7 separate regions of the Mus musculus genome follow, and all the other regions are linked to region 3. The links are chromatin contacts, called in public HiChIP or PLAC-seq and promoter capture Hi-C maps. All regions are on one chromosome and are shown on one strand. The core of a region is the stretch at or near the end of the contact, and the rest is flanking DNA. Distances in the headings are between cores, read along the strand shown. Region 1 overlaps Iqsec1 (IQ motif and Sec7 domain 1). Region 2 overlaps Iqsec1 (IQ motif and Sec7 domain 1). Region 3 holds the start of Hdac11 (histone deacetylase 11). Region 4 has its middle 61 kb from the start of Iqsec1. Region 5 overlaps Iqsec1 (IQ motif and Sec7 domain 1). Region 6 overlaps Iqsec1 (IQ motif and Sec7 domain 1). Region 7 holds the start of 4930471M09Rik (RIKEN cDNA 4930471M09 gene).

Region 1 (3,834 bases), core at 14-2,513, 500 kb before region 3:
CCTGACAGTGGTAAATAGAAGTGTAGACACTCAGTGCCTCAATGCCATAGCTGAATAACAGGCAACAAGGGACATCAGTAAAAAAAAAAAAAAAAAAAAAAAAAAAGCCTATGCTTTCCAAGCTAGTTCTGCTGTGTGACTTGCAGGCCCAGGCACATCCTATGAAGACAGGTCCCTGTCTGTAAAACAACACAGGATCACAAGCTCTCATTATCCTGATCCGATAACATATTGAATTAGGAACTCAGAGAAAGACTGAGTATGCTTAGAAGCCTGGTCCCTAGAACTCACCCACTATCCTCGGCTTGTCTCTAGGACACATGAAAGATAACATGGGAGGAGCCCAGAGCCCTGGCTAGCCAGGAGAATACAGGACACTGTGGAGAGAGGGAGGCCCCACTCCACCCTACCAGATAAACTGGGCCTTCCTTTGAGTTTGTTCCTAAGTGTCCCTTTAAAAAGAGTGAGAGTGTACCTAACAGCCATGTCTTTTTCAGAACAATCTCAAGTTCATGGTTGACTTACCACTAGCTCAGAGAGAGTGAAAAAAAAAAAAGCCGGCATATTTAATGTTACCACTCCAACTATTTGCCAACAGTAACACTGGTGTATTTTGTAAATGTACAATACAGAGAGCACAGCCCCACACGACTGGTGCCAGGTCACATGCAGCACAGTCCCCCTTCCTTGTCAGACAGTGTTCTTTAACTGAGGACAGACAGTACGTGGAGCATAAGCAAGGAACTCGGGGCACTGTGAAGCGGGCAGCTCCTCGCCAGCTGGCCCCAGTCAGATACACTATGGTGATCAGTTCTCTTTCTGCGTAGATGACAAGAGAAAGATGAGCCATGCTGACAGAGGATGGGGCGGGCGGGTCCAGCCACCGTGAGACAGAAGGCTGACCTCCATGTTGCAGGATTTGCTCTCTGCACAGATACAAAGTGCTCAGTTTGCAGATCTGCTGGTACGTGACCTCGACGATGGTGACACGAAGGGGAGGGAAATGGGTGACCCAAGCAGGCCAGCAGAGTGGTGATGGGCCAGAAGGCTCCTGATCTCTCTTGTGGTTGGGCAGGCCCCGGTGGCTCACAAGGTCCTAGACGCAGCCCACGGTCAGGCGGCAACTCCTTCCAATCTGAAAGGGCCTCCGCGCAGGCAGAGGCCACAGGCAGTCCTCGGGTCCTAGGCTTAGGAGCACAGCACTGGAGGCTGTGGTGGCTGGAAGGGCTGAAACTGTAAAGTACAGCCCGTGGGTGACTCAGGCACAGGAACATGGGCAGCACGTGGCCCCAGGGGAGTGCATGGTGTCACACATGGAAGCGACAAGAACACAGCTGGGGCATGTGAGGCCTGGCAGCTCACTGGACCATGAGAGGCAGTGGGGGCTTCACCTGGCCAGGGCCAAGCACTCATTGGCCAGGTGCAATGATGACACAGGGGTCACGAGCACATGGCTGCATGGAATTACAGTGATTGCTGTTGCCACTCAGAACACAACACGGGACACACACACCGCCCTGGGCCGCCCAGCGCTCACGCCACCCGCCTGCTGGGGCTGGGAACTGGATGAGGAAGTTATGGAAGATGAGTGGTCGTTGTGTTGGGGTGGAACCCCTCTGCCACGTGGGCCCTGGGAGGACTGTGGGGGAGGGGGAGCGTGGCTCACCATGTACAGAGGGAAGGAATGTAGAGCGTGGGAGATCAAAGTTATGGCAGCCAGTATAAAGTGTCTAGGGATCTGTGGGGCTGAGGTCCTGAGACAGCCAGCTCTAGACTGGTTGCCCCAAGTACTAGGGTAGAGTTGACTGCACTTTGCCTAGTTGCTTACTGGAGATAACAGCAGTTATAATACTGGTTACTTAGAATAGTACTCTGTTAATAAAATAGGGGGCTATACAGAGCAGAGTGGGGTATTAGACAGTCAGGTGCTGTGTTACTTGGCACAGTGAGTCATGAGCGTGTAAGGTTTCAGCCAGGCTAGAGAGTCTCTTTGTATGAAAATATGGAAGGATCTGGGTTTGTTCTAGCAGGGTTTTTTGGTCTACTCACACATGTATCTAGATTGACTTCCTGCCACCTAAGTGGCAGTCCTTAGGAGGTCCCTAGTGCTAGCTTTGTGGATGAAATGCTTATCTTTCACACACAAACACTACCTATACAGTATGTATATATATATATTTATATATTTATATATTTATATTATATAAAGTTTACTTACGTATTTCATCACCCTTATCAGGTCTACTTATTATTATATTATTATTTTGCCCACTGCCAATAACAAAACAATAACACAGCCAGTCTGGGGGTTGGTTCTGCTTTGTCTGACTTTTCTATCTTATGTTTTCTTTGCTAGGATGAGTTTTCAGATGTGTGTAGAGTGAGGGGCTGAGGGCTGACAGGGTGAGAGGCAGTTCCACTTCTCCTTGGTCAGCGCCATGTCAAGGCCAGTGGTGGCTGAGGTCCAGCCTTGGGCCAAGGGAGGACTGGGTGCCAGGGCTAAGCCAGAGAGGGAGCTCTGCTCCATGGAAGGCAAGCCCACAGGCCCACCCAGGCTATGAGGGCAGAGGGAGTGGCAATAGCGGTGCCCTGGGCTGGTCTGAGGCTGGTGCCTAGTAGGCCTCTGTGTGCCTGGTGTGTGGGAGGCAGCTGCCTGGGCTGTCTACACAACTGTGCTGATGCCGCTGGGCTTGGCCTTGCTGCTGGTGGGGGGCGGTGGGGCAGGGGGCTGCCCATGATGATGCGCTGAGTGCCCTGCATGACCAGGGTGAGCTGTGGGCAGAGGCGGGTGGCTGTGTGCATGGGCCCCATACGGGGGGTGCCCGCCGTGTGGGCCATGGTGGTACTGGTGGGTGTGCTGCAGGTGGGGGGGTGGGTGGTAGTGGTGGTGGTGGTGATAGGGCGGAGGATTCTGCTGTGCATGGCAGTACTGTGCATGATGTCCATGCAGTGGGCCTTCTGAGGGCCCAGGGTGATGGGCGTGAGGGGGTGCTGGGGGAGGGGCTGAGGGTGGGTGGGCCTGGGGAGGGGGCTTCCCTCTCCTGCTCCCAAACAAAGAACCCAGGAGAGAGGAGGAGTTAGGCACGGGCTGGGGGGGGCGAGATGGGCACTCTCGTGTTGAGGTCGCTCTCCGGCGCATGTGAGGACTGCTAATGATGGAGCCCTAAAAAGGAAATTCATAGAAACCAAAATTAAAAAAGATCTCAAAGCACACAGGCCAGACCAAGTTTTCCAAACTCAGAAGTCACCCACTGAACTGCTAGGCCCGAGGGTAGGAAGGATGCGGGCTCGGCCTGTGCGGGGGCAGCTGGGGACTGGTCCTGATGGAGGTGAGGGGCATCTCCTTTCTGTGAAACAGCACAAGGGTGCTTCTGCTCATGCTGTGCTGCTGCCAGACTGAGACATCAGCCCACATGACGGTAGGTAGGGTGTTGTGAGCATGTGAGGCCAAGGAGTGGCAGTGAGTGTGGAAAAGGAATGAACCTAGTTCCTAGAAAGTTAAAGCCTTAAACTCTCCTGGGACCTCTGCCCATGTGGGGGTCCAGAGGTGTCTGGGGAAGGTGGTATCAGACAGGTAGGACCCTATAACTTATCCTTGGGGGTGGAGTGTGGCCTAGGACTTTCCTCACAGCTGCCTGTTACAAACCCAGGAGGAGTAAAACGTCTGTAGGCAGAGTCAGGGTGTGGGCAGCAGGAAGCAATGGGGGGATGAATGAGAGCTCATGAAATCCACACTGACTCTTCCTTTCTCTCAGAAACTCCTCCTGTGAACTAGCTAAGCGATTCCATTGTGTCCTGACCCCAAACACACAGCCAGTAAAACTCCAGGAAGGA
Region 2 (4,003 bases), core at 1,261-3,760, 470 kb before region 3:
CTTACTGAGAGCTCAATGGAAGAGGAAGAGGAAGAGGAAGAGGAAGAGGAAGAGGAAGAGGAAGAGGAGACAGAAGACTGCCACAGTAAGGAAGGGGAGTTACCTAGAGGTAGTCTCCGGGACTAGAGAATAGGCTAGTAAGCAAGAAGACTTATTCCTGCCTCAGCCAGAGAAGTGGGACTCCAGCTTTGAGACTTGCTAGAGGCCTGCTCCTCTTGCCAGAGAGGATACCCCAAATTCTCTGAGAACTCTAAATTGTTCTCAGCTGGCACCCAAAGCCTACTGGGAACATAGGCATGTAACCCCTGCCATCTCTGCTTGGTAAACAGAAGTCAAACCCACTGCAGACCCAGAGGTAAAACACTACAAACCTCTTGCCAACCTGTGGCTATCAAGGGCATCAGAGAGTACTGCCCCATCCAAATAGTCACTTCCACAGCATATAGTTTCCTTATTTTCCTCTCTGTGTCTGTACTCACCCCCACCCCTCCTGAAAGGAAGCAGGACAAGAAGCCAGCTGGAGACAGAAAATGTCTCTACCTACTGACAGCTTCACCAGGACCATCCAGGCCCTGCAAAGAAGTACCTACCCAGTACCAGGAAGCTTTGTGCTGAGAACACTGTGCTGCAGAAACAGATGCTAGATGTCAGGCTTCACCAGAGGCTCTAACACTGGCCCTGCTGAAGCCAAGACCCTGGGAATGTGTCTGGGGCAGCACTACTGGGTTAAGTGAATCCCCTATCCTTGCCAGGCTGTGGTCTCACTAGCTAGATCCTCAGGGGCTCAGGAAACATACAGGGCAGATGCAGCAGGTACAGACAAAGCCTATCTATACCTGCTCTAGCTCCAGAGCAGGGCATATTACCTTCGACACCTGGCTCTGTGTGTGTGTGTGTGTGGGGGGGGGGTGGCTGAGGTCCAGGGAAAGGAAGGGAGGGGTATTCTGATTCAGACAGGTTTCTTCCTCTGTGTGTGTGTGTGTGTGTGTGTGTGTGTGTGTGTGTGGCAACTGAGGGTCCAGGGAAGGGAGGGGAGGGTTATTCTCTGATTCAGACAGGTTTCTTCCTACCCCCAGCCCCTGACTTCCTGTCTGTCTTTATGTAAACCTGAGCCCTCAGTTCATTAGCAGGGAGGTCCTATTGTCACAGGATGACATGAGTGAGTTTGCAAACAGCTGTATAGATGAGTCTCAGGGTATATGTCCTGCTCTGGAGATCCACCATAGACCACTTGGAGCTATGCAGAACCCCTAGGGCCAGGCTGGCCATTGGATCACAGTGGCTTCCTTTCCCTCTGTCCAGTCACTAAGAGCTGTTAAGGGGTGAGGTGCCAGCCCAAGTACACCCAGCTGTGTGCCCATAAAATGGTGAGACCAGGTACATTCCCTTATCCCAGTCAGTAGAGGTCTATTCTATCTCCTGAGTAGGACAAAACAAATACCAGTGTTTATTGGTCCCTTGACAGCAGTGACCTGGCACAGCTGGTAATGAAGTAGCCCGAGATGATCTGGTCCATTCCCCACACCCATGATACACTGCCCGGCTTTGGCATTCTCTTACTTCTTTGCCTGTTCCCATACACACAGGTCCATGATATCAGGACTCCTAGCCAGGCTCCTCTGCCCAGGGAAGTGGGGATGTTCTATGGGGTGTGAGGCTATGGCATCTCCCTGAGCACATACACTTCAGAGGTTAAGGTGCCAGGCATAGTGAGCTGCTGGCATGGCAAAGGGGGCTGGGAGCCTAAGTGGGAATAGGCCCGTGAGTACAGAAGATAGGGCCTTTCCAGGGAAGTCCTAGGGATGCTCTCTAAGTAGAGGTCCATGGAGAGGTTGCAGCCTGGGGCCCACAGGCTGTCCCAGGTTGGCTGGCACTGGGAACTGGGGGAGGGAAGAGGAAGGGTAGTCGCATAGCAGGATGAATGGGCATAGAGGCCTGCATGCTTAGAACAGGATGAGTAAGGGCCAGTTACTAGAAGGTTTCCTTGGCTAGTCTGAGGGCTCAGAGCCAGGGCACTTTACTACCAAGCCAGGGGTCCTCTAGCACCCAGTCATTGCACAGAGGAGCAGCAGGGTGCAAGACAACTTGGTTTCTGCTAGTGTGTGTGTCTGTGTAAGCTTGTGTGTGGTGGTCAGGCATACAGGCAGAAAGGGGGCAGACTCATAATCCTTGACAACTACTACTTGTGATCCAAGCCTGGGGTAGGAGGGACTGACCCTATATGGATGTCACAGAACAGAGGAAGCCACAGTCCCTGTGGCTGAGGAACAGGGATTAGTGTAAGCCACTTTGAGGAGTGGGTAGACCGAGGGGACAGGCTGTGATGAGAGGTAGCTCCAGGGCTCAATGACAGCCTCTGAGAGGCTTCCTGCAGGAGTGACTACCTCACACTGGCCTCCACGCAGTAGGACAGCCATTTTGCTGGATATGAATGCTGTATAGCCTCTGCTGTGGGCAACCTTGCCGTTCTTCCCACACCAGAGGGAGGCAATCCCTGCCCTATGTAGATGTGGTGGCCTCTATTCAAGCTTCCCTTATAGAAGGAAGCCATTGGCCTGGTCTGATCTTTGAACTGTAAGCAGAGGGGCGTGCCACAGTCCCCTTTGGCTATCTGCCATAGGCCAACCAAGTCCCCACCCTCCAAAACCATGTTTTCCCATTGGTGTGTGAGGCAGGGTGGGTTCTGGTTCTGGAGCCAGAGAACAGGAAGCCTGGGCTTAAATCTCAGTTCCATTTACTGGCTGGGGACCCTGAGGCAAGTCACTTAACCCCTCAAGGACCTTTGTATCCTAGGAATGACTGGGTCACCTGGAAAGAATGAAACAGGAAGTTCAAGCTAGGAGCTTCCATCAAGCCCCTGGGAACTGTACAGACTGCAAGGAGGGAACAGGCCAGGTCTGAGCAGGACCAACCAGAGAGGGACACCACAGCAGCCTGGATAAAGTATGGTTTCAATTGCATGGTTGGAGAGACTGGGACCTTCTGAGGAGGAGCTGCATAGGGAATCAGGAGGGTTCCTGGTGGAGGGAACTACTCCCTTTAGTGACAACAAAATGAGAAGCCAGAAGAGTCAAATTTCTCAGCTCCAGTGTGCCCAGCAAGACAGTGACAGGCCTTTACATATTCTGTTGTTTTAGGAAGCCTCCAAGCCTCCCTGAGCCACCACGAGACACCACAATGGAAAGTCAGTCCATACTGCAAGGACCTAGCAGCGAAAGTGTTGGCTTCTGCCTCTGCCTCACCCACTTCTGTCTGTGTCTGAATGTAGGGGTCTTTCTGAACCAGGCAGAAAGTGAGCAGTGAGCCCGCTCACAGTTCCACCCAGCTGTCTACTTCCAGCTCTGGCAGGCCTGCTTTCTCTAAGTCTAGGCCAGCTTTCCTAGACATCATGTTGGTTTAGACTTCAAGTGTGACTATACTTCCCTCCACTGGTCTCTTTGATCTCCTGTCATTTCGCTACAACCTTCAGTGACAACAGAAGCTATGGATGGCTCTGAGTGAGGACAAGAATGAGACTGTGAAATGACCTTACAGAGCATGAATATTTGCCCACCTCTCCCACAGCCAGCTGCACAGGGCCAAGAAAAACCTCCAAGACTGAGCTGATCCTGACAGCAGCCACCCATAGAACCTCCTGGGATGGCAGCTGTAGGCCAGGCCTTGGCCCCTTTGTCTCGAATTCTGTCCAAGTCCTGGGAAAAAGGACCCACACCCATTTTTCAATTGTGCCAAGGCTCAAACATGGGAATACACTCCAGGTCTTGGAGTAGATCAGTGGTATAGTTGGTCCCCTTCTGCCTGGGGTTTCTGGATTCCTGCCGTCTCCTAGAGCTGCCTACCAGATGTGCAACTGGGGCCTGGACAGGGGCAGGACAACAGGAGGTGGCATAGGCTCCCTAGAGAGGCCCTCCCAGCTTGCCTCTCTTTCTTAGCACTCCCGTTTCATCTTTTTCTCTGGCTCTCTCACTGTGGGGCACCATGCAAGCCTCTGCAGACCCCTCTG
Region 3 (4,135 bases), core at 1,337-3,836:
CAGAGCTAAGTCCAGTGCTCTACCATACCACAGAGCTATATCTGCATCTCTTGCTCACTTTTAATTGAGATAATATGAATGGTGTGAAAGCGAAAGGATAATAAATATAAATGTTCAGTAAGTCAGTGTCTTATCATGATGACATTGTAAAAATACATTGCTTAAAGTGAAAAGCCACCTCTCTGAAGGAGCCTTCCGTGACTCCTGTGAACCTGGGCCTCAGAGCCTCAGCTTGTACACTTTGCAATAATACAACGTGTAGAAATTATGATTTTTGTATCCTTTTTAAAGATGTGCCCCTCCTGAGAGCTGGAGGACTTGGTGGTTAAGAGCACTTTGTTGCTCTTGCAGAAGACCTGGAGTTCAGTTCCTAGCATTCACATGATGGCTAACAATTATCTGTAACTTCAATTCCAGGGGATCTGATGCTCTTTTCTGGCTTCCGTGGACATTGCATACACGTGGTACATAGACAAACATAAAGGCAAAAACCAATATGTATTTTGAAAAGTAAATGCTTGTTTTCGCCCACTAACCCTTGGGCTTGGCTGGGGCTTCCTGCTTTGTCGACTGTATGCACAGCTGTGACCCTGTTGCTGAGTCTTAACAGATGTGCTAGAATGCTGCAACCAAGAGACCCCCAAATTGAACCTCTCAAATCACACAGCTTATTCTCACACCTGTGACCATGCAGACAGGTGGGTCAGCCTGCTGTGAGTGTCTGAAGGGATTGACAATCTCCAGTGCTCCTCCCTTCTCCTTAGCCACAGAAACCAAACTTAGTTCACACTCTCAGACTAAATCTGCTCTCTTGGGCCTCAGCTCCTAGCTGCGTGCTCTGACTCCTTCTCCCAGCCTGACGTTCACGTGTGCAGCTTCCTAAGCCTCAGAACAAGTCCCCCGAGATGAGACCAGCCTCTCTGGCAGTCTAATATGTTTGTGTCTCTCTGTGTGTTTTTGTCCTAAGTTTTGCACACTTATTCACACCCCTAATATTTGGGCAAGTGATTTCACCTTCCTTCCTTTCTTTCTTTCTTTCTTTCTTTCTTTCTTTCTTTCTTTCTTCCTTTCTGCCTCAGTTTCTCTTGTATAAAACTTGCCTTCCAGGGTGTTTAGAGTTCATTGTGAATGAGGCTCTGGGGACTGGCTTAGCTCTGTCTTAATGACAGGCACTCAGTAAGAGCTGATGTTATCTTTGGAGTCTCTCAGCTTCCCCAGAAGGTACACAGTCAACATCATCTCCTAGCGCTGAAAGCCCAGCAAACAGATTCAACCTTCCAAGACCAGGGTGCTGGCAGATAGCCCAGGCTGGGCTGAATATAGGCTCAAACTTCATTATACCAAAGGAATCAGGAAGACTCCCCTCCCGGTTTGTAATAAGCAAATGCTATTTCTTCTAACTGCCCAAGTCTATAGCAACTTTAAATCATAATGCCACTGTCTTATCTACGATGGTTCAAAGTCTGTAACTCCTAACACATAGGCTAGGCCACATGATATGGGAACGCTCCCAAACCACTAAGAACAAGAAATTGCCTTTTGTCCTCTGAACTGAAGGCAGTGTCTCCTCTGGGTCAGCCCCACTACCCATGGCTGGGGCAGTAACTCCTGACTGAGCTCACACTCCTAGGGGCAGTTTTTCTCAGCATCTTTCAGAATTTATGTCCTGTTTTCTGAAAATTACCTAGCAGTAGGCACATCAGAGGCATTCTTCCAAACTGTCAGACAACGATCAGACTTGGCTGGCAGATACATATTGTTGGTGTTCATGCCAGAGAGTTCGAGTTCAATCCTTAGAACCTACACAAAGGTGGAGGGAAAAACTTGTCTGACCAGAGCTGACTTTTGATCTTCACTGTGACATGCTACCTCATGCCCTAACAAAACAAAACAACAACAACAAAAAAAAAAAAAACGTTGCCCATTCCCTTCACATGACCCTGTGGCCCCTGGGCTCCCAGCTGCCATATTAGTTCCTGGCTGCTTCTCTGGTCAGCTGCTTCTGTTTGGTTGATGAAGACAGCTGGGTCAACAGGGGCCTATTGTCTCTTCTTCTGGCCTCCATTGTTGGGGCCCCAGCTGTCGGTCAGCTTCCAGGGTCAGGGTGTAGGGGGAATGGAGACAGGAGATACGTTCAGATATTCACGACTGGACCCTAAAAATAGGATCACCAGACCTGTTCTACAATAGGGAAACAGGTTCAAGGCATTTTATAAGTGGGGGACTGTTTATACCATGGTGAAATAGCCACAGATGGTACAGGAATGCAGGGATGCACCGCAGGAAAGAACATATAGCTGGGCTGGTATGCCCAGAACAGACCACCACATAGTGCAGAGAAGCCCGTGGTCACATCACCTAACCAAGTGTCTGATTATTTCTACCCTGGGAATGCGGGCGGAGCTGCGCATGACCACGCCCTCCAGGCGGCACTCCATTGGGTGCTTCTCCTTGGCCGGCGCCGGTCCGGTCGTCTGTGACGCAGCTGCAGGCCAGAGCTCCACCTCCAGCTCCCAGCGCCATGGAGGCGTGTGTTCTGCGTAGGCCCTGCCTCTTGCACCCCTCCCACCCCTCCCGGTGCGGAGTGGCGTCCAGAGCAGGCAGGGCCGGCTGCGGGATGTGAGTGTGCGGGGTCGCGCGTGGGGCCAAGCATGGGTTCTGGGGATTCCCATGGGCACGGCGGGACAGCTGGGGGCGGGCTGGGTGACCGTGCGGACGAACGGTGGTTCTCCCCTTTGCAGGGCACCGCGGTGGGCTGCAGGGCTGCGAGGAGGGCACAGCCTCCTGCAGTCGCGGTCTACTCACCTCCCCTCCCCCCGCCCCAGCGCATTTTGTTCCCAGCTTCACAGATGTGTGAGCTAACTCGTGAGACAGCCACATTCCAGCCCCTACACCATACACCCCGCCTTCCCCCGTGCAGGCCTTGGGCCTTGGCACCAGTACTCCTGAATACACCTGGCACTGGCATGTGACCTTGGGCACACCTGGTCCCCAGAGCCGCTGTTAGGACTGTGTTGGAAGCTGATTTAATCAAAGCCAGCCAGGGTTCAGGAAGGAGCTGTTTTCATTCCTGTTGGTTGTTAAGTGACCTGGTGTGAGTGGGGAGGGGAACACTGCTTTCCACAAGGAGGCTGTTGTCCATATGTGTGTCTCTTTTGCACGTTGAAGGCCTCACGCAACACAGCTGTACCAGCATGTACCAGAGAAACGCTGGCCCATCGTGTACTCACCACGTTACAACATCACCTTCATGGGCCTGGAGAAGCTGCACCCCTTTGATGCTGGGAAATGGGGCAAGGTGATCAACTTCCTGAAAGGTAAGAGCCGCCCCCCCCCCCAGACTAGCACGTGTCTCCTCCATTTCCCTATCCATACTACCTCCTCAGACCTGCATCGACCTTCTCCATTTTTTCCTTCTCCCTATCCTCATCACCCCCTCAGACCTACATCTGCCTCCTCCATCCCTGTGTTCATTCCATCCTTACCTGATTTCAGCCCCCAGACTGCCTACTGCCTTCTGCCTTGCTGTTAAAGGGTCTTTCCAGGCAGGCTACTAAGCAAGATGGGACCTGTCTTGTATTCCCTCCAGTTAGATCCCTATCTCCCTTCCTAAAAATCTAGAGCAAGCTCCCAGGTCTGCATCGTGCAAAAAATAGGATCAAATTAGACATTAATAACATAGCTGTTTCTGTTGGGTTTGTTTTCATTCCTCGGGGGACCTCCTATCTACGGCAGGTGGTACAGCTTCCCCCTCCGCTGTAGGGACCTGCCTGAACATCCAAAGGAAGTCATGGACTAGAAAGCACACAGGTGATGTGTGGTGTTGGTATAAGGCTGGGATGCTAGCCTTGCACGTCTGTTGACTGCACAAATGGTTTCCTGCTGGTGCCCTCTGCCCCCATCTGGGCTCCTGCCTCTTTCAGTGGCACAACAGAAGGGTTCTTCATCCCCCTCAGCTGGGAGTGAGCGCCAGCCCCTCTTACTCCTGCGCCTCTGAGGATGAGGAAGGACGGGAGGCAGGACCACAGGGCAGGCTCCTTGGGCACCGTGGCTGAGTCTGGAGGTGTCGGAGGCCATGGGAGGCTGTGGGAGGGAGCCCCTGCCTGGACCTGCGTATAGATGTGGATGGGACCCG
Region 4 (4,358 bases), core at 1,273-3,772, 280 kb before region 3:
TTGTTTGTTTGGTTGGTTGGTTGGTTGGTTGGCTGGTTGTCTGTCTGTCTGTTTGCCTTAGTTGGTCCACGGGCCTTGAGGATGGAATCCTTACTCCCACATTCTCATGGAGCACATACATGTACTAGATCCACGGCCTTAGTGAGAATAAGGCGTGAACACAGTATGTGCTCAATAAAGACTCCTAATTTAGCGTGATCTCTGAGTTTCTTCAGTGTCAGATCCAAGTAGACAAAGAAGTTTCAAGAAGAACAGATATAAATTCAGAATCATCTGACCCCAGTGCTTATACTGATTCCATATAATGCTAAGCCATGTCTGTGCACACTGTGTGATAGTTTCTGTCCAAAATGCATCCTGAGAGCTTTTATGTTACAGGTTTGGTCTCAACATAACACTCAGGGTTCCAAGATGGAACCTTTGGAAGATATAAGGGATAACTTTATGTCAATTTGACACAAGTTAAAGTCATCTGAGAGAAAGAAACTTCAATGTAAAAAAATGCCTCTATAAGATTGGGCTGTAGGCAAAACTGTAAAGCATTTCTTAGATACTGATTGATGAGGGGGGCAGCACACTGTGGGCGGTGCCACTCTGGGTTGGTAGTTCTGGGCTCTATAAGAAAGCAGGATGAGTAAGCTATGGGGAGCATGCCAGTAAGCAGTACTCCTCGATGTCCTCTGCATCAGCTCCTGCTTCCAGGTTCCTGCCTGTTTGAGTTCCTGTCCTGACTTCCTTCAGGATAAACTATGATGTGGAAGTGTAAACCAAATAAGCCATTTCCTCCCCCACTCGTCTGTGGTCATAGCATTATCACAGCAATAGAAAGCCTAAGACAGAAGGTGATTAGATCATAAGGGCTGTGACCTCATTGATGGATTAATCCATTTATAAATTCGTAATTAACAGGCTATTGAGAGGTGGTGGAAACTTAGGAGGTGGGACCAAGCTGGAGGAAGTATGTTACTCCAGCAGGTCCCTGAATGCTATGTTTCCCTCCCTATCCTATCTAACATTAAAGAACTGCCTTAATGTTCTGTTTTGTCAGAGGCCCAAAACAATGAGGTCATATACCACGGATTATAGCCTCTGAAACCACAAACCAAACCAAATTTTTCCTACCTCTAAAGTATGTTTCTCGGGTACTTGTCACTGCATGGAAACTGACTTACATTCATCTCAAGGCCACTGGCTCAGTCTTCATTTGGTTACTATGGGCAAAGCTACAGAAAAATCCCCAGCCTGTTTCTCTCTGGTCTCCAAAGCCAAAAGCATGGCTCTCTTTACCTGTCATGGCAAACTCTCCTACCACATCTGTCAGTTTTCATATTGGCCTTATGAGGAAATGAAGAATATATTCTCATCTGGTGTATAGAGGTGAAGAAAAGGGCCCAGATAATTTAACAGGCCATCTCAGATGAAGCAAGAGACATGCTCACCAAAAGTCCAATTGTTTTCACTAACACAAAGCTCAGCTTCTCCAAGAAATGCCCACTCACTGCTCAGATGAGTAGTCCTCCAGCTCCTGTTTCCAACCCTGAGTTGCTTGATGCTCCCTTTAGAAAACATGTCACAGTTCAGAGGCCCAAACTAGAGGGACAAGCTTCATGGAACCTCCTTATTCAGTATTTTCCTAACCATCAGCAGCAAATTTTCCACATACCCATGAGCTCATACTTAAGAAGTAGGCACATGTTCAACCCTGGACAATGCCTGTGATGAACAGATGCAGCCATTCAATTATGCAGGAGTTCGTTAATACAAATTTCTGGGTCCCTGGCCCTCAGAGTCTGAATTTTCAGCAAGCACAATGGGCCCCTGTACCATGCAAAGGCTTTACAGTGAGACATGCATGTTCTGCACTAGAAGGCTGCAATGTTTGAGATGAGCTATGTGACATTCATTGCCCTTAACTTCCTTGAGCTGAAGGAACAGAGCAATCACAGATGTCTGAAGGGTGGGGTGGGCTGTGCAATATGTTAGGTAGGCTGTGCAGATGAGGCACATCCCTCATTGAATATTATTTAGTCCTCTTCCTGAGCACAGACAGCAAAGTTCATTTCAAAGGATTGACAAGCAGCCAGTAAAAGAAAGGGTGCAAGGTTGACCTGTGCAAAGTGTTTGCATTTTAAACAGCCTCGGCGGCCCTCTTTCCTGCCTGCCTGCATCTCTCCATTCCTCTAGAATCCAAATCCTACAACCCTCTCTTCTCCCAAGCTGCCCTCCCTCCACTAAAACATCATTAGAGGATTCAAATTCAGGGCCTCCAGAGCTCTCTCTAAATGGAATCAAAAGTAGACACATGGTCTCAGGAACAATGACCAAAGTCCTGCGTTTGCAAAATTGTTCAGAAAAAAAAAATGAGTCATTTCATTTGTGGAAAATGAATACATCTGATCTTGCAACGTTTTTGCCTGGGGAAAAGTGGTGCACATGAATTTCCAAACACGCTCATGCCCAAAACAGCTCTCTGCTAAAGAGGCTTAGAGAATCTGCCAGAAGGCGGCAGCTTGCGTCATGGGAATTCAGGAAGAGTACCCCCTCCGGAGTAGAGCCCTAGACAGAGTGAGGTGTCCTGGCTATGGGTATGTGACCTTCACTCTGAGCAAAGACAGTTATCTCTTGGCATCCGTTGCATCTGCCTTAAGTAACAGGCAATCTGAGCAGATCGTATACAGTCCACTCACTGTCCATGGGAGAAGCCCACACCCTAGACACCAATCAGTCCCAACACCGTAGTCAAAAATTCCTTCCTCTTTAGGCCACTTTATTTTTAGCTAACTGTTTGAATGAATAGTATAGAATACTGTTCATGCAGGATGATCACTAGGTAGACGCCAAAGGGGCTCCTGATCCTAGCTGCCAAAGAGGTCATTTTACTAGTGTCTTTATTTCTTTCCACCTCCTGTATTATCTCACATCTGTCCTTTCTTGTGAAAAGGGAGCTACAGATATACAGGCTCTCTACACCCTGCCATCTCCTTAACCACTTGTTCCTTCTGAGCTTTCCTTCCCCCTTGTTCCTCGCATAGTAGGGCCACTTTGGCTGCTTCACTGATTGTCTCATCAAGTTGTTCTAGTCACCCATCTGATCCTTCCTTCCATCTCCACCCAGTCTCTACCACCCAGGATGTCTCCCCTCTTTGATATCCAGCTCCCACTGTTATCAGCCTGGACAGTGTATGGTGTGTCCCAGGCTAATCCCCTCAGCACTACACACAGTTCTTTTAGGACTCTCCCTTCAGCCCTTCTTGATGTGTCTCTGCTTCCTGATGGATGATGGATCGGGGCTCTAGAAACAGTCCTTTCATTTCACACAGACTCTCTCCCCTAGTTGCTGCTTATCTACTCAGGAGATAGTCACTCTGCCCTCCATGTCTCATCTTCAGGGTACCTGGAAAACCCTTCAACACTGACACCCCAGTTCCACCAAGCTGGACCTAGAACCACACACCAGCCATCTTAGTTATCACCGGAAGACCTAGAAGTCCATCAGCTGCCCAAAGGGTTCAGAGCCCACAGGCTCTTAAATTGCCTCCTCCCGATCATAATGGTCTCTATGACTCTTTTGCTTCCCTGACTCCTGAGCTGAGAGCTGACAGAGGCAGAGGCACTGAGATACAGAGCTCCTACTCAGCTCTGCCCCTCCCTTTGGCCCAGTCACTGTTCCCACTGCAGACAGTACACCATGTTTATTAGGTGGGTTGGGAAGGGACAGAAAACTCCCTGCATTCCCTGCCCCATGGAGATGTACCCATGTGATAGTCAAGTAGTGAAAATCTGTACTGAACCAAACATCCTAAACATTATGCCCAGCCCAGCCGCAACAGTGACAGTGTAGAAACGTCTGGTCCTAAACTAGCCACAGTTTAAGCACAAGAGGAAACTAGCAGCCTTAACAAGGAGAAAAAACTACACTGCACATACTCTAGAACTTATTCTAAACCAGGAAAAACCCACATGATAAATGCAGGTCTGTGTGTGCTTAGATAACATGCCAGAGCCCCTGGGGCAGCAGGCCAGGTCTGGACAGTGGTCAGGGGGGCAGAGGGACCCATAGGGAAGAAATTAAAGCACATAGTTTCTGAGAGCCACTCCCAAGACAGAAATTCAGAAAAGGAAGATGAAACACATACCTGATGCTGCGAGAACTTTCTTCTTCAGACCTGCAATGAGAAGAACACACACTTAGACACCACACCTTCATTCAACTGAACCATAGGATACTACTTGCAGAGACACATAGGCTTTTCAGCTATTCCTGAGTCCTGTACCCAGCACAGCAGAATGCTAGCAGGCCCAGTCCCAGCACAGCCTATGTACATTTCATATGACTCCACCTTGGAAGCCATCCCTCC
Region 5 (4,068 bases), core at 1,196-3,695, 390 kb before region 3:
CCTGTCTCGAAAAAAACAAAAACAAACAAACAAACAAACAAACAAAGACTGCCCACCCTATAATGAGCCCCTGACCTAAGGGAGCTAAGACAGAGCTCATTGGCTCTTCTCAGCCACACTCTCAACAGCACACGCAGCTTGTTGGGAATGCTCTACAGCTGAGTTTTCTCAGGGCCTTGTGGGATAGGGACTTTTGTTTTTGCTTTCTCTGTCTTCCACCTGGGCACCTGTCTCTGTAGTGCACCACCTGTGGGCTCTTGGGTTAATATAACTAACCAACACATCTCCTCCCTCACCTCCCACCCCTCCCCTTCCCCTTCCATTTATCACCAATCAATGTGTTCTTCATCTGTTGATTTTCCCTTCTATCCATTTCTTCATGTACCTCTCCCCTCTCTTCTTTCTTTCCCTTCTTTCTACCATCCATTCATCTATCCATCATCCTCTCATCAATCCATCCTCCATCTACTCATCCATCGTCCCTCTCCATGCAGTATCCATCTACCCACCCATCATTCTCCCATCCTCCATCCACCAATCATCCTCTTATTCACCCATTACCCACCTATCAATCACCTGCTCACCTATCCATCGGATCATCCTCTATCCATACATCTACCTACTCTCTATCTGTCCATCAATGTATCCATCCTCCATCAATCCATCCACCTATCCTCCATCCATCACCCTCCCATCCATATACCCAACCTCCACTTATCTATCGTCCATCCATCTATCACTCTCTCACCCATCCCTTGATCCATCACCTCCCTCTCTCCTTTGCCCCAGGACAGCCTCTGGTCCTCACACTGACCGAAAACAAAGGATGTCAAGTGCCACAGCAGCTTGCTCTTCCTTGCTGAGCTTCCTCCCAGCCTCCTTATCAGAACTCCATGTCTCATACGGTCCCCAGGTTGGTATCCATAGCTAGGAAGAGTTGTGTCTGACAAATTTGAGGCCCTGTGTTGCCCGGATTGCATGTTAGTCTTGACTTCCCTGTGACTACTAGCTTCTTAGCTCAGCCACAGATGCTCTGGTCCTGGGTTTACTTAACACCATGGATACTAGTCACTAGCTGGGGTACAGCTCTTAGTTACCTGTACCTTATATACCTGCTCTGTAGCAGATGCCAGCCAGAGTAGCTACCTGCAGGACAGTGCAGGAAGCATTTTGTGCCCAAGAGCTAGTCAGACAGAGGATATTGTCAGGTACCAGAGGCCAGAATCCTGTGGAGGGCTGACATCAATACCCTTAGAAGCTTGGGTCCCACTGCATTCTTCTTTATATTTTGTTCTCCTCTTACCATGAGTTCCACATCTGCACACTTTATAGCCAGTAATCTAGGCCTAGAATGGGCATGGCTTCCCAAGGCCACTACCTCCCCAGTTTCTCTGAAGGCTGCTGGGGGTGGGGGGGTAGGGGATGCAGGACACTATTTAAGGAGCTAAAAGTATCTGGGGGCAGTCTGGCTGAGACTGTAGACAGAGAGGAACTTAGTAGGTTGATCAGAAGGGGCAAACTCAAAAGCACATTTTATACCTCTGTGGAGGGGCTATCTTTCTTCCTTCCTATTTGTTGGGGATGGTCCTGGCACATGCTTTGCCACTGAACTCCAACTACAAACCTATGGACACTACTCTTGTCCAGTCTGGGTCAGAAGTTCCTTTTGCATCCATAAACATCTATCTCTCTGTGCTAGGGAACTGTGCAGTACAGCAGCTGTCACAGGGAGCACACAGTAGCATGATCTGTGGCATGCTGGGTTCCCTGACCATCTCCATAATTGCCTTCCTTGTGTTCTTCAGCCTGGACGGTTGGTAACAGTTTCTCTCCCCCCACCCTCACACACACACACACACACACACACACACACACACACACACATACACACACACACACAGAGTGTGAGAAAGGGACTCAGGGATTGTGTGTACTCTACTAGGTGGTACCCTAGCCCAGGCATGTTAGGGAGGAAACTGAAGGGCACACACTAAGATATCTTGACCACAGATGCCACCCCTGCCCTGCAGAAGCTTGTCCCTGGGAACAGGACAGACTCTTTACTCATCTTTGACTTCCTTGTCCATATCTGAGGTACTTCACCTATCTGCACCTCAGTTTGCCCTCACTGATGTGTGGGAGCAGGAATCCCACCATCCTGGTCACAGGACCACAGAGAGCAATATAGAACTGAGTGACCTTTGGGATGTGAGGTAACCTCTCACTGTTATGGTCCAGGGCAATGTGGGCTGGGATGGAGTGTGCTCCATGAGAATCAGTTTTTACAGGTGATTGAAGATTGAGGGTGGGTGGTACTCTGGAAGGAGTGCTCCCTCCATCCTCCAAAGAGGCATAAGGAGTCACAACACAGTGCGAGACAGGGAAGGAGGGCAGGTCTGCATGGAAACTCTGTGGAGAGCTGTCCTCACCCTCAACCCTGACTCACATGGCCTGTGGGCTTACCACCACCCAGGCACAGAAAACATTCCATTTGTTCCCTGAGGGATGGTCACCACTAGGAACTGAGCCTCTTAAGGGCAGGTTTTGGCTCAGGGATCATACACATTAGTAGGAAGAAACCAAGCCAGGAAGATGATGGGTAAGCATCCTGCTTAGAGGTGAGTTTTAGGTGTAGACAATAAACCCTCATTTCAATTCACAGGTCTAGTGAGCCCATAGTGAGATAATAAACATCTAAGCTGATCACCTGAATTCTCTGCAGTTTCTTGTCCTTTAAGACCTGGGTGCCATCCCCATGCCACCCCACTAGGAAGCCATCTCTGATAGTTCCAGCTCTATAGAATGCCTGGAGGCCCTTCTGTGCCACTGCACAACTGAAAATGCTGGGCTGAGATTGCTGAGGGTAAAGAGGGGGTTCTGCTCCAGGTCTTCTTGTCCCAGCACAGCAGGTAGCCTAGAGCAGTGACTAATGAGTAAGGAACAGATGAATTAATGAATGAGCAGTTCTCTCACTTGATCCCTCTGTCTTTCATTTTGCCAGTGAGGACACTGAAATCCAGAGAGGGGACATGACCTGCCTAGCATGGATCCAGGGTGGGGTCTGAAGCCAGGGCCTATGCACCATCTGGGTAGGCTATTTTCCAGCTGTTCCCAGGGGCCAGACAGGCAGGAAGTTTGAGGACAATTACATGGTCAGATGGAGTTTTGTTACTGGGAGGAGGGGGGACGGCACAGACAGCCATGAGCATCTGAGGGAGCGAATCCTGGGCCATGGTCACTTAGTAACTTGGTAACAGAACCTCTACCTGGTGTCAGGACAGAACCAGAGACCAGGACCAACTGGACACACCAGCAGCTGGAACCTGGTAGGCATGAGCCACCAGGGGAAACAAGAGCTATATCTCCTCTGGTTCTCTCTATCTTCTGTAAAGGGAAATAAGGCATCCTAAGCAACACAAGCCCTAGCCCAACTTTTCTCTGCTAGGTGTGGAAGAAGAGAGGCTCAGAGAGGTACTTTGACTTGCCCACGGTCATATAGCAAGGACGCTGCAGATGTAGTTGCTGGCAGAGTCCTGGGTCTGAGACCTTGATCCTGTCATGCTGCTGAGCTATACAGCCACGAGATCCTCAGAGCCTCTTCTCCACTGGATCTTCACCCACAAAACAAGGAGAAAGATGAATCCAGGGACCTTGTGGGAACCAAGGCAATAAAAGGAACTGAGGCATGAACATCCTTCTTAAGGTGAATTAGGGAATTCAGACTCTAAAGCCTGCCCCTCCCTACCCATGCAGCTCTTTGAAACTCCAAGGAATTGAATCCTGGCCATGCCAGTGGTAACAGTGAAGCCTCTCTCCCTGTGAGAACTCTCTCCTTGCTCACTGTAGCCAGTGTTCTGTGCCATAAGCTCATGTGTCACAGTCCATGCTAAAATTGGCTCTACTACTTTGCTATAGAGCACAGAGACTATGGTGTAAAGAGGTCTGGACACATGCACAGGTTATTCAAATAGTACATCTAAGATTGAGCCTAAAAATTTGGCTCTAAAATAGCCACTATGCAAAATGGCTTTCTAGACACCATAGAAGTCTTTCTCGGTGTCTGCCCTA
Region 6 (3,860 bases), core at 398-2,897, 420 kb before region 3:
GCAGTCTGACCATCTTCCAAGATGTTGGGATGAGGCAGTGAACAGGTGTCCCACGGGGATCTGGGGACGGGACACCAGCCTGCTCTATACAACGGGTGCTGCCCAGCTGGGGAGTCAGTCAGCAGATATATTGAATTAATTTTTCACCAAACATTTTCAGTTCATGATGGGTTTGTTGGAATCTTAAATATCCCTTGCACCCCCAAGGTCTGTGTGAAAAAGCTTTGGCCTCTAGGGTGGCAGTATTGGAAGGTGGCTGAACCTCTCTACTCTTTGTTTCTTCTTTCTCAGGCCTTGACTAGTAACTGCTTCTGCCTCCTGAGCTTGCCATGATGGGCTGTGCTTCCATGGTGCCAAGCAACCACGGACTGAAATCTCTACAACTATAAGCCAAAACAAGATAGTGGTTACAGTACTGGAGGGCTGGCCTGTGTGCTAATATTAAGTATTTGTACCTTTGGAGGTAAGGGGGGCGGGCACCGAAGATCTGCTGGTCCCTGAATATACTACCTCTGACAAGGATGAGCCAGGGAAGGCACAGAAACACCCTGGAAAGGGCAAGGAGAGCTGGGAACAGAAAAGAGGAAGACTGGCCTTCCACTGAAACATTCTACTTACACCTGTGTGTGTGTGTGTATGTATATATGTATGTACACACATATATGTATAAGTATATATCTCACTATATATCTGCATTACTGTTTTGTTTTGCTTGTTATCCTCTGTGTAGCCCTGGCTGTTCTCAAACTCAGAGATCTGCCTGCCTATGCCTCCCAAGTACTGGGATTAAAGGCATGCACTACTACACCTGACTTGGATATATTCCTGCTGTTTGTTTGTTTGTTTGTTTGTTTGTTTTTAATCTGTTTGCAAATGATAAAATTCTGGGGCTGGAAAGACAACTCAGTGCTCTTGAAGAGGATATGGGGTCAATTCATAGCACCCACATAGGGGCTCACAACCGTCCTAACTCCAGTCCAAGAAGATCCATGAGTGCCAGGCATACACACAGTGCACATATATACATGTAAGCAAACACTGATACACATAAAATCAATGTAAAAATTTACAAGGAAAATAGCAATTTCTGATGTTGGGAGGTACGGTGCCTAGGCCTGCTGTGACACAGGCTTAGGATGACTGCCTGTGACCTCAGTATGGAGGGTGCCCCTTCTGAACCCTATAGTTTCCTCTACCAAGTGAGCAGGAAGCATAAGACAAATGCCCACCTCACATTGCCAGTCAGAACCTTCTCAGCAGAGGAGCTAACTGGGTGTTGAAAGAGCCCCTGAGGAGATGAGAACAGCAGAGCTAAGGGTCAAGGGACCCAAGTGATTTTTGAGATCCCCCCAGCTCCCTCAGGGACACTCCTATCTGTTTTTCCCATGTCCATATCCTGCCTGGAAATACTTATTTCATGTTTCCTGTCTGGGGTTACCCTGGCAACAGCTCTGTCATCTGTCTGGGTTGGAGGTCAGTCCTGTGGCATGGGACAGATGACCAATCTGTAGATACCATGTGGGTCTGAGATGATTGGGGCAGAGCCTCATGTTGGGCAATCAAACCTACTCACCCAGAGAATGACCTAGCCTGGATCCTCTCTTGCTCTGCTCCTTCTATGTACAGAGGAAGTAGGGGAACGGATGAGAGAAAAACCGCAAGAAACAAAATAGTGTAACTCACAACAGTGCAGATGCTAGCAGCACAGGAAGTGTGTGTAGCAGAAGCCATCCCATCCCTCATCTCCCGCCCCCTCCCTCTCACCTTTCCATCATCAGCAAGCATGTCTGTGCCTTCTTCCTGTAGTTAAAACAAGGCACTCTGCAACCAGTCATGGCCTGTACTTTCCAGCCCCAGTCTACCCTTTTAGCTCCTTCTTCTAGCCAGTATTGTCCCGTATGTAGAGCAATTTTCAAAAATCGACTCTATCCTATCCCACTCCTGCTCAGAACTCCTCTATAGCTCCCTGTGCTCTTGAGATAAAGAGGTTCCTCACCCAGCCCCATCTCCAGCAGCTTTTCGACAGTCAGGCTAAACTTAATGGCTTTGAGCACACACTGCTATGCCATGCCACCATGTGTTTGACCTTTGTAGTCTTCTGCTTTATTCCATATGCAAAGAAGTCTTCAGATCAACAATAGAAACTACGATTCAAAAAGTTTTCAAGTCCAGTTCACATAAGTAGCTCAGAGAACAAAAATGCAAATAACCTATAAACATACAACCACACATACAACTTCACCAATAAAGGCAGAGACTGCACAATGGTGACATACTGTTAGCTTCTGGAACATGCACACAACTTCCTAAATGTTTGTTAGCTGTGTCCAAACCCATTAGATCCATTTCCAAAGGTATCATCTCCTCTACACATCATTTTCTGGGCCCCTACTGTGCCCAGTACTTCTAGGACACAGATTTGGGCAGAAGGTCTGCAGATGATAGCTACCAATAACAGGAGCTAGGCAGCCACACTGACTAGCTGAGGGTCTGCACATATGATAAAGGGCTCTGGGGCTAGGAAAGCACCCTATTCATCCTGCACAAACCCTGCAAACCTAGCCTTAGAGAGGGCAGCAGTGAAGTTGGGGCAAGGGTGCAGGGCTTGCGGCTGCAGCAGGAGTCAGGCCAAGGGGCTGCTATGCTGGGGAGAGGAGGCGCTGCTGAGGTAGGGCGAGAAGCAGCACCTGGATGGAGGGCAAGGGGGCAGACATGGCCATGTGCTTGCAGCACGCAGGACTTTCTGTTACTTGGTACCTACACGCTGTCCTCACAGAGCTCCTAGATGGTGTCCCCACATACACCCACAGAGGACAGTAGCAGGTCAGGGGCTTTCCTAACTAGGTTCTTTTTTTTTAAATCACTCTTTGGCCTCTCTGTTAATTTGGAGCACAGTGCATACCATGGTGTGGGACACTTCCCTTCCCTAGTCTGAACCTCTACCTTCCAGCTAGCTCTCTGCCATGGGATTTTCAAATGTAAGAATGTGGTCTGTGAAGCCCCACTTGAAGCATCACTTCCAATGTTTAGCCCCGACACACTGGAGGGTCCTGTGATAGGCATGTGTTCAGACCAAGGGTAACAAGACTATGACGGAGGGTTCTGAGCTAGACTCAGGGCCTCTTACATGCTAGGCAAGCATTTTGCTCTGAGATATACCCCCAGCCTTCCAAACTCAAGGAAGGTCTCAAGGTCAAGGACTGCCTGGGCTACTGGGTAAGCCTGAGCACTTCAGTGAGTCCTTGTCTCCAAATAAAAAGGGGGTTCAGTGGCAGTGTGCTTGCCTAGCATCTTCCAGTCTGTTCAACTCCTAGTACTGTGAGAACAAAACTGAGCACTGTAAAGTGAGGTGTGGCTTTTGACAAGGTGCTGAGGTAATTCCTTGGCCTTTGCTTCTTCCCCGTGACAACTGGCTGTCTCTATGCAATAGGACACTTTGAACACTGACCTCCTACTGCCTGTGTTTGGCTCAAAACAATCAAAGATCTGAATGGAAGACAGACAGCTCCAAAACTCTTAGGTAAATCACAGGACTGATGAGAGTTAGGCCATTATTTCTTCCACAGCACAAAAATGCAAAGGATAAAATAAAAATCAGTAAATCACAATGAGAAACTTTTGCATAACAAAAAAGGCCATCAAAAAAGTGAGAAGGGCTAGAGAAATGGTTCAGTGGTTAAGACCATTGGCTGTTTTTCCAGAGGACCAGGGTTCAATGCTCAGCAACCACATGGTGGTTTACAACCCTCTATACTGGGATCTGATGCCCTCTTCTGGCATGCAGGTATACATGCGGGGGCGGAGCACACATGTGCCCCCCCCCCCCCCCCACACACACAATCTGCTTTTTTTTTTTTTTT
Region 7 (4,262 bases), core at 1,333-3,832, 280 kb after region 3:
GACAGTGCTGCTTCTTTAAATGTTTGGTAAAATTCATTAGAGAAGCCATTTGGTGATAGGTTGTTTTGGTTGTTTTTTTTTTCACATTATTCATTCATTCAATTTTCCCAGTGATATAATTCCATTATACTCTCTATTTCTCCTCTGGTAGTTTTAGTGCCTGAAGGAATTGATCAGCTTCATCTAAGCCTTTAACAATTAACTTTTAATTAAAAGTTTACAAAGAGAGCAAAAATACAATGCAGTTAATTTACAAATGCTTTCTTTAACTATTCTAAAAGAAAAATCAATACAGTTTCATTGAAAGTCTTCCAGAGAATAATACTGCCCCACTGCCACTTTTTGTTAAAACATTATGACTAAGATATATATGTATATCTTATGTTCCACATTGCCCAACAGAATCCTCTGATATTACTTGACTTATGACTGTTTAATAGGTACTAATTATTTATTTGCATTTGCCATCTAATCATTAAGTAGAAAATTCTTAACAATATAGAAATAAACAGCTAAGACAATTTTCTCCCAAAACTTTCTAAAAGAACGCACTTTTTTCCAGTTTAAATATTAGAGTTTGTACACTCAGTATTTTAAGGAAATGTCCTAGTCTATACAAAAAGACAATACATTGGAACAAATGCTATTTTTGAAGGAATACATGCATTTTTATTGTTTACATATAAAATACTGTAAGGGTCAGCCAGTGCTGGCCCATTATTAGCAGTCTTGGAAGCATTCTAAGCATATTCCTAGAAAGTCATGTTATCAACAGTGGTAATCCCTCTCGCAGCATTTTGATGTGTTGTCCTTTTAGGAACCTAAAATTGATTCCCATTTTTTCGCTGTTGAAATTCTGTTTCCAGTTTTTAAATGATTTTCCTCGGTTTCTTTCTATTACTTTACTGTTTGATTTCTAATATTCTCAGGAGGAAGTTTAAATTACTGGCACCAGATCTTTCTTCTTTCCGGGGTACACAGCTAGTGTTACAAATCTACATGTGGACCTTGTTTTTGCTGCAGACCACAAGGTTGGTGACTTGGTTCCATTTCTTCCTCCCCAGTTCCTTCTTTGTCCCTTTTATTTTCAGGAATAGAATCCAGGGCTTCGCTATGCACTAGACAAACACTACACCACTGACCTCCACACCCAGCCCCTTTTTCCAAATTTATTTTTGACTTCTTTTAAGTTCACATTTAGATCTGACTTGCAGTTTGGAAGCTGCACAATTCACAATTTGGAAATCATGGGAAACACAACCAATAACACCTATAAACCAAATCTGCATGTGAGGATGGATGGGGTGGGGGGCTCCTGTCATGCATAGGGAGAGGACCTTTGAGTCTACTGCAAACTCACGGGAGGTACCAGGAGTCTCACCAGATAGGAGAGGCACCACTACCATAAAACAGACCTCAATTGACTTAAACTAGGGATCAGTCTTAGAGAATAGATATGAGGGACAGGATACTAGAATCAGACTGAGAGAATGGTTGGGTGTGTGCCCTGGGGAGTTAGGTCTGTGTGTTTGTGCTGTTTTGCCATTCATCCAATGATGGACACCCACACTGAGTCCATGACTTAACAAGTGCTGTACAGGAGTTTATATTCCTTCAGGCGTGGCACAGTCCTGGGCAAGTTATGAAAGGAGTCAGATTAAATCTCTAGATGTTTTCAGGAGAGGCTGCCAGCCCTAACAGCTGCCACACATCCCTCCATATACACCCCCACCACAGATGATGGCTTCTGTGTAGTCCAATGAGAAAATTTTCTTCTTAGGGTACTTTTTAAAACATTTTTGAGACCTGTATAATTAGTCCATTTGTGTCATGAGAAAACTTCGTTTCAGCTGTTTGTTTTTTCAATAAGATGACTTTCCTTAACAGGCAAAAAAGCAGTACTCATCTTTATTATTGATTTGAGATAGTATATATATATTCAGGAAAGTTGTCTTAATTTCACATTAATTACATACATTGCTTTCCTCCTTTATCTTTATACATAAAATAGGCTGTTGATATATCTTGAAGAATTTTAAAGGATATTAAATGTTTGATTAAAAAAAAAAAAGGAGTTCGTGCTGAATACCTGTTCTCTCAGCGAACACTCACTCAATCACAAAGCAAATGTCAGTGTTTCTTCTGGAAAAAATCTTATCCAAAGTTTACAATCAAAATTACAAATGGATGGGATTAGCTCTTAAACATACTAAAAGATGTATCATAGATGTAAAACCAACTGTTTTACAGTTTTCGAGCTCACTCTCATGTGGTTCCACATACTCTGGTTCCAGGAGTTAGTGCTACGGGGCCTGCTCACTCACCCCACAAAAAAATGAGCGATAAGACTGAGGGCGGGAGGTCATTATGAGCTGGTCGCCCGGGAGGGCGAGTTTGGACCGTGCAGTACCTTGCTAGCTGAACAGGACAGGGTTAATGTCTAGAATATACAAAGACTCAAAAAATGAATACCTAGAAGTCAAGTGATGGGCTACGGATATGAGAATACAGTTCTCAAGAGTGTTCAAACGGCCAGTTCCACCCGAATATGAACCGACAGCTAGAATGCCAAGGTAGCTGCACGGGACCTTCCTGCTAGACTGAAGCGCTAGCAATGGAGAAGCTGGGCGGAGCCTCCAGTGCAGTAGCGGCGACGGCGCGGTTACATGACGTCATCCTGAGGCGCTGGCCAGTAGCGTCATCAGTTTGAGCCGCTTTCCTTGCCTTGGTCCCTGAGAACCGTCTTCCGACCCTTCCTCCTTCGGTGCTGACTGCTCCCGCGGCTCTTTACGCTGAGATGTTTCACTGACTTCTGCCTGAGATCTGGAAAAGGAACACTGCCCAATAGATGAACATGTGTGAAAAATAACTTCCAAGGAACATCATGGTACTAAGTATCAAATGGAAAGGGAAAGCGAGCAGGCATATTTCTGCCATGGCAGAAACAGCTCTCATAGGCTTCAGAAATAGCCTCCTCCCCGCCGCACCCCACCCCCACCCCCGAGTTCGTCTTCCTCCTGATGCGGGAGGCTTGACTCCAGGTGTTGTTTAGTTTCCTTATCAGTAGCACGTGATGGGGTTCACATATCCACTGCCAGGTCTAGTGGTTGCTGCTTGTTACTAATCCCGAGGCTATCCTCAGATCCCTCATCTCTTCCGCTTTCTTACAGTGCGCAGGGACTGTGCTAAACAGAAAACTGTCAGTCACTGCGGGAATGTGCCTCCCTGATCGCCGCGATCGCCCGCTGCCGCAGCTGTTTCTCCTTCACACGCATAGGCTCCCTGTCTTGCATGGGAGGGAGCAGACCCAGGGGACACCAGACCAACTTGAGTTCACATGGGTTGACTATCCACACCTCTCTCCTCTGTCTTTGGTATCCCGTGAAGTGTGCTGTGTCTCCTCTACCCTGTGATTCCTGTTCATCTCAGGAAGCAGCTGAAAGGGTCAGGAAGGTCCTGGGACATTAAACTACTGTTTGGATGATGTTTGTCTACACTCATTTTCTGGGGAATGATGCGGCTGCCAGACCACGTTAGTGGTCAACTGTCAGGAGTCACATGTGTCCTGAGTCCCTGTGGCCTGAGGGCTCCAGCTATCCCTTCAGTTCTTGGCACAGAGATGTGCTCATGACTGCTGAGCAAGGACAGCTCACAAATCTGTCAGGTTCGAGAGCTCTTCTGCTTGACCCCCTCACTACAGAGGAGGCATCTGGGACCTCACTGCCTCTGGATGTACATCCACTATCCCTCTTCCCAAAATCCCCACAATCACACCTGGACTCATGCTTCAGGTTTCTGTCCAAGGGCTCCAGCTCCCTTATGGCTGGTCCTGTGATGAGGCAAACCATCGTGGTGGCTGGTGAGCAGAGTGACTTGTCTTAAGGTGGACAGAAAGCAGAGAGAAGGAAGGGACCATGATCAAAACATACCCATACAAGTCACTTACTTTAACAAGTAGGCCTACTTTTACTAGTTCTGCCATTTGACAATCACCATGTGAAATATCACCCTAAGTAGTTGTATATAGCCTGTAACTCAGGGCCCACAGGCATAACAGGAGCTATGAGTATTATCCAACACATCTGTACATACTGTCAATCACGATGTCGAGATGTGAATGGACACCCCTGGAAAATACCATTATATCGGACACAGTCAGGTATGTGTGTTTCTAAAGTTCCTGGGCATCTCTCAATCCTCACAGCCTGGGGGTCAGTGATGCAGACCATCAGGAGGCCCTGGGAACCGACAGACAGAAAGGA

Evidence for each region. Promoter capture Hi-C pulls out the DNA fragments that hold promoters and counts their contacts. HiChIP or PLAC-seq counts read pairs in DNA pulled down with a chosen protein or histone mark.
Region 1: a promoter capture Hi-C map of embryonic stem cells shows a contact between it and region 3, with 3 times the contacts expected there. The contact joins the enhancer-like site here to the promoter of Hdac11 in region 3. A contact is called at or near these places in 7 of 39 promoter capture datasets (the C10 cell line, cranial neural crest, embryonic stem cells and 2 more), 1 of 484 Hi-C or Micro-C datasets (cerebral cortex), 2 of 115 datasets of contacts at active chromatin or transcription factors (SST interneurons and pancreatic cancer cells) and 1 of 9 other capture datasets (liver).
Region 2: a promoter capture Hi-C map of liver shows a contact between it and region 3. The contact joins the enhancer-like site here to the promoter of Hdac11 in region 3. A contact is called at or near these places in 9 of 39 promoter capture datasets (the 3T3-L1 cell line, the C10 cell line, cranial neural crest and 6 more) and 1 of 115 datasets of contacts at active chromatin or transcription factors (SST interneurons).
Region 4: a promoter capture Hi-C map of hippocampal neurons shows a contact between it and region 3, with 4 times the contacts expected there. The contact joins the enhancer-like site here to the promoter of Hdac11 in region 3. A contact is called at or near these places in 4 of 39 promoter capture datasets (the HPC-7 cell line, cranial neural crest, hippocampal neurons and 1 more), 2 of 484 Hi-C or Micro-C datasets (cerebral cortex and cortical neurons), 1 of 115 datasets of contacts at active chromatin or transcription factors (large pre-B cells) and 2 of 9 other capture datasets (embryonic stem cells and embryonic trunk).
Region 5: a contact with region 3 is called in an H3K27ac HiChIP or PLAC-seq map of the NIH/3T3 cell line, with 3 times the contacts expected there. The contact joins the enhancer-like site here to the promoter of Hdac11 in region 3. A contact is called at or near these places in 8 of 39 promoter capture datasets (cranial neural crest, embryonic stem cells, liver and 4 more), 2 of 484 Hi-C or Micro-C datasets (liver and neural progenitor cells), 5 of 115 datasets of contacts at active chromatin or transcription factors (the NIH/3T3 cell line, embryonic basal ganglia, embryonic midbrain and 2 more) and 2 of 9 other capture datasets (embryonic stem cells and embryonic tail).
Region 6: a promoter capture Hi-C map of pre-B cells shows a contact between it and region 3, with 4 times the contacts expected there. The contact joins the enhancer-like site here to the promoter of Hdac11 in region 3. A contact is called at or near these places in 19 of 39 promoter capture datasets (the 3T3-L1 cell line, the C10 cell line, cranial neural crest and 11 more), 3 of 15 datasets of contacts at CTCF or cohesin (the NIH/3T3 cell line, embryonic stem cells and pro-B cells), 43 of 484 Hi-C or Micro-C datasets (3T3-L1-derived adipocytes, the AML12 cell line, B cells and 25 more), 20 of 115 datasets of contacts at active chromatin or transcription factors (the NIH/3T3 cell line, SST interneurons, astrocytes and 15 more) and 3 of 9 other capture datasets (embryonic stem cells, embryonic tail and embryonic trunk).
Region 7: a contact with region 3 is called in a promoter capture Hi-C map of embryonic stem cells, with 23 read pairs. The contact joins the promoter of 4930471M09Rik here to the promoter of Hdac11 in region 3. A contact is called at or near these places in 4 of 39 promoter capture datasets (cranial neural crest, embryonic stem cells and neural stem cells), 4 of 484 Hi-C or Micro-C datasets (the N1E-115 cell line, cochlea, embryonic retina and 1 more), 6 of 115 datasets of contacts at active chromatin or transcription factors (the NIH/3T3 cell line, SST interneurons, embryonic basal ganglia and 3 more) and 2 of 9 other capture datasets (adipose tissue and embryonic tail).

What each region holds. Positions count from the first base shown.
Region 1 is chr6:90,659,793-90,663,626 of GRCm38.p6, forward strand. It overlaps Iqsec1 (IQ motif and Sec7 domain 1), which reads right to left. Exons shown (of 14, transcript NM_001134384.1): 14 at 1-3,163. The coding sequence ends at 2,663. Among named protein-coding and RNA genes, the nearest start is that of Slc41a3, 57 kb to the left of the region's middle. Within about 2 kb of position 1,264, at least 28 of the 459 cell types and tissues checked have an H3K27ac peak or open chromatin away from gene starts, as enhancers often do. A contact at or near this core is called in embryonic stem cells, where this site is marked.
Region 2 is chr6:90,681,456-90,685,458 of GRCm38.p6, forward strand. The region is part of intron 3 of Iqsec1 (IQ motif and Sec7 domain 1); the gene reads right to left. Among named protein-coding and RNA genes, the nearest start is that of Slc41a3, 79 kb to the left of the region's middle. Within about 2 kb of position 2,511, at least 24 of the 459 cell types and tissues checked have an H3K27ac peak or open chromatin away from gene starts, as enhancers often do. A contact at or near this core is called in embryonic stem cells and liver, where this site is marked.
Region 3 is chr6:91,154,229-91,158,363 of GRCm38.p6, forward strand. Hdac11 (histone deacetylase 11) reads left to right here and starts at 2,587. Exons shown (of 10, transcript NM_144919.2): 1 at 2,587-2,619; 2 at 3,169-3,317. The coding sequence starts at 2,618.
Region 4 is chr6:90,869,304-90,873,661 of GRCm38.p6, forward strand. It overlaps a transcript of Iqsec1 not described here. Among named protein-coding and RNA genes, the nearest start is that of Iqsec1, 61 kb to the left of the region's middle. Within about 2 kb of position 2,523, at least 15 of the 459 cell types and tissues checked have an H3K27ac peak or open chromatin away from gene starts, as enhancers often do. A contact at or near this core is called in cortical neurons and hippocampal neurons, where this site is marked.
Region 5 is chr6:90,765,611-90,769,678 of GRCm38.p6, forward strand. The region is part of intron 1 of Iqsec1 (IQ motif and Sec7 domain 1); the gene reads right to left. Among named protein-coding and RNA genes, the nearest start is that of Iqsec1, 42 kb to the right of the region's middle. Within about 2 kb of position 2,446, at least 10 of the 459 cell types and tissues checked have an H3K27ac peak or open chromatin away from gene starts, as enhancers often do. A contact at or near this core is called in the NIH/3T3 cell line, where this site is marked.
Region 6 is chr6:90,739,269-90,743,128 of GRCm38.p6, forward strand. All of the region lies in intron 1 of Iqsec1 (IQ motif and Sec7 domain 1), which reads right to left. Among named protein-coding and RNA genes, the nearest start is that of Iqsec1, 69 kb to the right of the region's middle. Within about 2 kb of position 1,648, at least 108 of the 459 cell types and tissues checked have an H3K27ac peak or open chromatin away from gene starts, as enhancers often do. A contact at or near this core is called in the AML12 cell line, B cells, ECoMG myeloid progenitors and 5 more, where this site is marked.
Region 7 is chr6:91,438,272-91,442,533 of GRCm38.p6, forward strand. 4930471M09Rik (RIKEN cDNA 4930471M09 gene) reads right to left here and starts at 2,583. Exons shown (of 3, transcript NR_045980.1): 1 at 2,090-2,583. It overlaps 1810044D09Rik (RIKEN cDNA 1810044D09 gene), which reads left to right and starts at 2,716. Exons shown (of 2, transcript NR_038153.1): 1 at 2,716-2,887; 2 at 3,171-3,484.